Linked DNA regions of Danio rerio: region 2 is linked to region 1. The links are chromatin contacts, called in public Hi-C maps. All regions are on one chromosome and are shown on one strand. The core of a region is the stretch at or near the end of the contact, and the rest is flanking DNA. Distances in the headings are between cores, read along the strand shown. Region 1 has its middle 31 kb from the start of si:dkey-63b1.1. Region 2 has its middle 12 kb from the start of glrx5.

Evidence for each region. A called contact is a pair of places that touch in the nucleus more often than the background predicts.
Region 2: a Hi-C map of an unstated tissue shows a contact between it and region 1, with 3 times the contacts expected there. The contact joins two enhancer-like sites. A contact is called at or near these places in 2 of 18 Hi-C or Micro-C datasets (caudal fin and an unstated tissue).

Annotation. Positions count from the first base shown.
Region 1 is chr20:10,443,777-10,447,409 of GRCz12tu, reverse strand. No RefSeq gene overlaps it. Among named protein-coding and RNA genes, the nearest start is that of si:dkey-63b1.1, 31 kb to the left of the region's middle. Within about 2 kb of position 1,594, at least 6 of the 62 cell types and tissues checked have an H3K27ac peak or open chromatin away from gene starts, as enhancers often do.
Region 2 is chr20:10,639,087-10,642,719 of GRCz12tu, reverse strand. No RefSeq gene overlaps it. Among named protein-coding and RNA genes, the nearest start is that of glrx5, 12 kb to the left of the region's middle. Within about 2 kb of position 1,894, at least 4 of the 62 cell types and tissues checked have an H3K27ac peak or open chromatin away from gene starts, as enhancers often do.

The DNA of each region.
Region 1 (3,633 bases), core at 345-2,844:
TAAGCTGGTTTTAGCTGGTTGACCAACCTGGTTTTAGAGGTGTGTTGGCCATTTCCAGGTTAGTTTAAAGCCTAGTCTTAGTTAGTCAAACTGAGAGATGACCAGCTACAACCAGTTTGACCAGCCTAGCCAGCCTGGGAGCCTGTCTAGCTTAAACCAGACTGGTTAAGCTGGTTTTAACTGGTAATTTTCTAGCCTGACCAGCTAAGACCAGGCTTCAAATGGCTGAAAATCTACCTAGAAATGGCCTAAACCTCTCTAAAACCTGGTCGACCAGCTAAAACCAGTCAACCAGCCTAGGCTGGTTTAAGCTGTTTTTGTTTTTGTTTTTTTTCAGCATATTGCACAGTATCTTTTCTACAGGTACACATTTGTATTTTAAGTTACAATATTTCACACCTTTACAGTACACTTTTGTACTGTTAAGGTATTATGGTCCACATTTGTACCATTTAGGTATTAATATGTACCATTAAGAAACAAATGTGGTCCTTGATACCTTTAGCAAAGGTACCCCCTTATTGATAGGTTTTGTACCTTTATTTCAGAGAGTGTAGGTGTTTAGCCTCCTTGTTAGAGCAACAGACTCCTGGGCGGAAGGTCAGTGGTCCAATTCCAGCTTGAAGTGGGTTGGGTGGCGTAGGTCTGGTGTGGTTACATAGGTAATTTAAGAGAAACTGAAATTTGTCAAGTGGTCGCTTAATTGTTTAATGGCTTTATATAAAATCACTCTATGCATTTACACTCAAACAGTCAATTATTAAGCAAACTTTGAAGCAAAACCTTTAATACTATAAGTTATGCTTTTAATCTATATTGTACACAAAAATATTAAGCAATAATAATATATAAGCATTTCTGATCTCTAAATAATAATTTGCCATCATATCAAAAAATTAGATTTAAAATGTAATTTAATTTTAGTCAGGTATTTCAAAGAGTAAGAATTTTTCACAATAATACTGCATATTGAATCAAAATAAATGCTTATCTTAGTGATTTCTTTCAAAGACAATAAAAAGTCAAACTTTTAAATGGCATTATTACATGTTTAGAAAACACACAGTCAAATACAAATTCACATTATACAATCAAATTGTCACATATTAAAAAAATCACCATAACAATAAAGCTATACTCTCAGCTTTCACTGATTGCATTATGCAAGAAAATGAGTCTAAAATTACATAATAATGCTAGACACATGATCTTTGCTATAATATGAACAGAGAGGGCAAAATAACTTTAAAACCTCTGCACTTCCACCTCCAAGTAACTAAATAAATTCACTGTCTTTTGTTAAGGAAGGATAAGCCTCTGACCAAGCCATTATTACTCAAATTTATGCAGCAGCACTTTTAGCATCCAGTCACTGGTGAAACTGAGTCATTGTGTGTGTGTCTACTGTATTGACTAGAGGACATAATACACTGCACAGAAATGCATCATGAGGCCAATCAATTGAAACCTAATTTGGGAGTGTGTTCGGTAAAAGATCAGCGGTTGGCCTGGAGAAAGCAGCAAGCCTCATCCATCAGCCTGGATCAGCCAAACCATGTGAGTTAATCTGTCTGACTCCAGTAGAGCACTGACGTCAGTCCAGTTTCCTAGCCTGTCTTCCTCATAATCAAACACAGCCTGAGATTACAGCATGTGCAGTGCCGCCTAGTGCTCATAAGAGCCTCTCACATCTGAGTTTACTATTAAAGCACGGTCAGAAGGTGGTTATTGTAATTCACTAATTATAAAGTAGTAAATGCATACGCTGTTTTTTTTTTTCTCTCTAAGAAATGTAATGCATTTAGTTACTCAGAGGTGGTATTACAAAATAACAGTTTTCTGATCATAGATATAAACACCCATGTTTAATAGTATTATGTCATTTCAAACATGTTCTTAAATCTAATCATTGAGATTGAAGTTCTTGTGTTTTCTAAATATACACTCTCAGAAATCAAGGTATGTGACCTGTCACTGGGGTGGTACAATATCAAAAAGTTACAAAAGGTCTATATTAATACCTCGAGGGTACATACTAGTACCTAAAAAGTACAAAAGTGTTTCTCTAAATTTTTGGGGGGTACTAATATGTACTTTTGAGGTACCAATATGGACCCATTAATTACTAATATGTACCTTTTGAGAAGGTACCACCCTAGTGACAGCTTGAGTACCTTTTTTTTTTTTTTCTGAAAGTGTATAAAACCAATAAAAAGAGTTTTTGATAGAGATCTGTCCCTAAGATTGCGTTTATTTGATTCAAAATACAGTCATTGTGTAAATACTTATTTTATTAACTGTGTAATAATATATTAATAACTATACAATATAGTAACTTATTGAAAAAAAAAATTGTCTTGTGGGAAATTGTTTGTCTTCATTAGGAAATTGGCTTCCTAATCCTCTAGAATGAAATATTTTGTATATGTACAAATGCAGAATGTTGTCTGTGATGGTCGGGTTTTGGGGTAGCGTTGGGGTAAGAGGACAGAATATAGTCTAAAAATCATTTTGTCTGTGGAAATTCTCCATTAAATCTGACAGTAAAAATATGACCATAATTTGAACTGTAAAAAATTTAAGAAAAAATGTAAAAATGCTACAACAAAATCTGTAAGCTGGTTTACTGTAAGTTACCTTAATTTAAACAGTTAAGTGAAGTTTTACGGCTATTCTCTCATCTGTAATCAGCGATAATCCAATTAGATTGATCCAAGCCTACAATAAATAGAATGATTTTACCCTACTGCCTTGTCTTCGTTTTGGAAGAATCCCCCTACCACCCCATCACCTCTTTTGCCTCCTTTTACTAGGGGGAGCTCTCAAGACCTATCTGCTCTTGGACCCCCATACATGCTTTTTGACCAGGCAGGAGTCCTGGCCTCAATCATCTCATTAGAGCTCAGGCTTCTCTCTCGCAATAGCATGCCAAACCCGCTAATAGCATCAAGCAATCTAAGTGTGAACTTTTTAAGCTATTTTGTTTACATTACAATGCATCTTTTTTTTTTTTTGTCATCAATGATGTACATCAGAGTTTTATGTATACATCTAATGTCGATAAATTATATATTTTTTTAAATTAGATAAATTTATATATTTAAATTTTATGTGTGTTACCATGATGGAATTTAGTAGTTGTGTAAATGATACTTAGCACCTTCTATTACTATAATTTTTTGCTTGTGGGACAAGTTTATTTGTGATTTATAATTTGACTTTCTAGATGTTTGTACTTCAAAGAATTGGTGTTTAATATTATAAAATAATAAATAATTACCATAAAATAAAATAACAAAATACATATATATATATATATATATATGTAACGACGGGGTAGAAGTGACAGATACAACAGGAGGTAAGATCCAATATGCAGGTTTATTCAGCGTCAGGCAAGCAGTGGTCAAATCAGGTACAAACAGGTATGTGCAGGCAGTCCAGAATCGTAGTCGATATAAACAGGCAACAGGTCAAAAGGCAGGCGGCTAAACAAGAGAACAAGGAAAACAAGGCTAAGGTCTAACACGGAGAAACAAGACAGGGAAATGCGTTGTGATGTCACAAAATGCAAACAAGACTCGGCAAACTGGAAGGGTGAAAGAGTGGCTTATGAATAGTTTGTATCAGTCT
Region 2 (3,633 bases), core at 645-3,144, 200 kb before region 1:
AGACTCATACAAATCAGGCTTTAGTGCTAGGAGCTCGTTAGCTCATATATATTTATACTCTAAATAAGACAGCTTTGAATGTAAGAAATACACCCCAATGACTTCAAAAATATCACTCAATATGTCATTTAAGTGAAACAAAAACATTTCTGATGCCATTTGCGTCAGAATATTGACAAAAAATGTGCTCTCATTTAAATGTCTCATTCAAAATGTTTCTCGGTTAAAGCAATAGAGGACACTCTACTTCGAAAAATGAGAACAGAGGGGTACCCCGAGTGTCAAAAGTGATTAGATAAAGCGTCAATATGTGATGCCCATAGGGTCCTAATTAAGCATCAATACGTGATGTCCTAGGGTCCTAATTAAGCATCAATACGTGTTCTCATAGGGTCCTAATTAGGCATCAATAAGTAATAAGTCATTCAATTCACCTTTATTTGTATAGCGCTTTTACAATGTAGATCGTGTCAAAGCAGCTTCACATAATCACAGTAAATTGAAACAGTGTAGTTCAGTTTTCATAGTTTAAGTTCAGTTCAGTTTAGCTTAGTTCAGTGTGGTTTAATAAACACTACTGAGAGTCCAAACACTGAAGAGCAATCCATCGATGTGCAGCTCTACAGATCCTGAACCAAGCAAGCCAGTGGCGACAGTGGCAAGGATAAAACTTCACCAATTGGCGAAAGTGAAGAATTAAAAAACCTCGAGAGAAACCAGGCTCAGTTGGGCACGACCATTTCTCCACTGGCCTAACGTCTTGTCCCTGGAGCGTCACAGGAAGCAGCGTTATGTTCTCCATTCCTCCATGACCGCCAGAGTAGCTGCTCAGGATACGGCCTGGTCCAGAATATGGAAACCTTGGGATCATTTCGTCGCTAATCTTGGATCGAATCAGTGGCGAAGCTTAGTTTGAGGGTCCCGGCATGGTGGAAATAGAGAATAATGAGAATAATTAGCAAAGCTGCTGTTCATAGTGTAAATAAACAAGATGCAGAAACCTGTGTGGAGCACATTCATGTATCATACCACTAAGTGATGCACTGAGTATATGCTTTACTAAAAATGTAGGTCTTTAATCTAGTTTTGAATTGGGAGAGTGTGTCTGAGCCTCTGACACTTAGGAAAGCTATTCCAGAGTTTAGGAGCCGTAATTGAGAAGACTCAACCTCCTTTACTCGACTTAGCTATTCTAAGTACTACCAGAAGCCCTGAGTTTTGAGACCTTAAAGAGCGGGTTGGATTGTAGCGTGACAGAAGGTTGGTTAGATAATCAGAAACTTGATTATTTAAAGCTTTATAGGTTAGAAGCAATTTTTAAATTCAATACAAAACTTAACAGGAATCCAGTGGAAGGAGGATAAAGTTTGGGTGATATGATCATATTTTCTAGACCTGGTCATGAGTGAAAATGTGATGGTTTACATTACTGTATTCATTAATTTATTAATTTTCCTTCTTCTTAGTCTCTTTATTCAACAGGGGTCGCCACAGCGGATTCAAATGCTTTTCTAGCTGCAACCCAATACTGGAAAATATCCATACACACTCATTCACATACATACGCTACAGCCAATTTAGGTTATTCAATTCACCTGTACTGCATGTCTTTGGACTGTAAGGGAAACTGGAGCACACGAAGGAAATCCATGCAGAAATGCCAACTTATTCAGCTGGCATTCGAACCAGCGACCTTCTTGCTGGGAGGCGACAGTGCTAACCACTGATCCATCGTGTCGCTCATTACTGTATTCAATTATTTTAAAAGTTAGATGTGGAAATTGCTGTTCTTTCATTATTTGTATTATAAAAGTCATCTGATCTGCCTGGTTTCCACTCATCCTCTTAAAAGCCTTCATATCCCAGCACTCCTTCGCCTCTGTCTGAGCTGGTTGCTAGGCAACAACTAGGTTTTCAACTACATCAGTGGAAAGCAGCAGGGAATGCCACTTTTCTCTATGTGGATTTAGTTTGCCAGCAGAATCAGGTCATTGGGTGCAAGTGCCTGAAGAGTGTCTGACACCTCTGCTCTGTAGGTACATGTAGACACCTAGACGGAGGCGAGAAGTCGGCATCTCAACAGCCGTCAGAGCTACATCTTCGAAAACACTCAGGATTGGAAGTCGAAAAGTGTTAGCTCTCTATGAAATGCAAAATAAAAACAATGATGTCAGGACCTTTGAGGCTAAATCTCTGGATCCACACGTGTGGCACTCATGTGCTCATCTGATTGAAAGATGATTTTTTGGAAGAAATTGAAGACTGAAAGAAATTGTGTAAGTCTCTCAGTTATAGTTTTAGTTGACGTGACATGAAAAGGGATCTAATTAAGGCCCAAACCCAGTTCTATTTTTGTATCCCTAACCCTTCCCCTTGGCCCTTACAACCAAGAGTGAAGGGGAGGGGCTTCATAAATTACCCCTAAGAATTAGGACACCACTACAGCATCTGCACACGTCATCATATGTCATCAGGATCAAGATCACATGCTTCATTTGAGATCAGACAATCGTGATTGCTGTAGTTATTCCAGTTTTGTTATGTTTTGGTATTTATCTTCAGGAAATCACCGAAGGCATATTATATTATCATCACGATATACTGTGGCAATAAGATTGTAACTGTACTGCTCATTTACACAGTGGCCATATTGGCCAACACACCAAAACAACATTAACATTATAGACAATATAGACACTGTAAAAAGCTAGACATTACTGACAGGGTTTTTGAGTGTCACAGAGTGTGAAAATGTTGAGAGACTGCTATACAGGAGTTATGATTATGGACTTTAGATTGCGAAATTTTGCGTTTTTTATTTTAGCATTTTTTTCAAAAGCATGATAGTAAAACATAAACGCGGTTATAGATATATTATAATGTGCTTATTTGTTGTAAAAATTTATAATACTGACAAAAAATACTAATTTGAGGATCTCCTTACTTCTGGGTGCAGTCATCCCCGTCACCCCTACTCCTTGTTTTGCGCGTTTATCTCAAGGGTTAGGGGTGTCCCAATTCTCTTTAGTTTGAAGGCGTAGGGCTAAAGGGAAGGGGTAGATAACCCTTCGAATGAAGATTTTTTAGGACCACACTCGAAACCAAGGGGTAAGAAAATTTGCCAGAATACACCAGCCACAACAGCAGAGTAAGGGGAAGGGCTAACAGGTAGAGGGATTGGGCCAAAAACATTTCCCACTGATGGGCTTATATGATGTGTTTATGGGGAATCAGACATTCTAAACAAGGGATACTGTCTGAGTTAGTGGACTATTTTAAAGTCTAAGAACAAATAGGTCTGTCTGCACCTACTGGAGAAACACTAGCTTTATTAAAAATAATGGTTGCAAAAAATTTATATTTTTGACTATGCAATTGAAAGACTTTCCCTCAAAGAACGTTTCAGTAAACAGTTTTAAAATATTTTTCATCCTTCAATACCTTTGTAAATTTTGTGCAATAAAATAATTTGTTGCACTTGGGAAGGTATGTTCACAGTAGGGGCATTTACACCAGGTTTTTACAGCCTGTTCCCCAAGATTTAAACTATCCCATTAAGTATTTTTCCATCTTGCATTCTTCCTTCAGTAAGAACTTGAATGCCTGCCAGCAGTGACATCCAGCTCAATATCC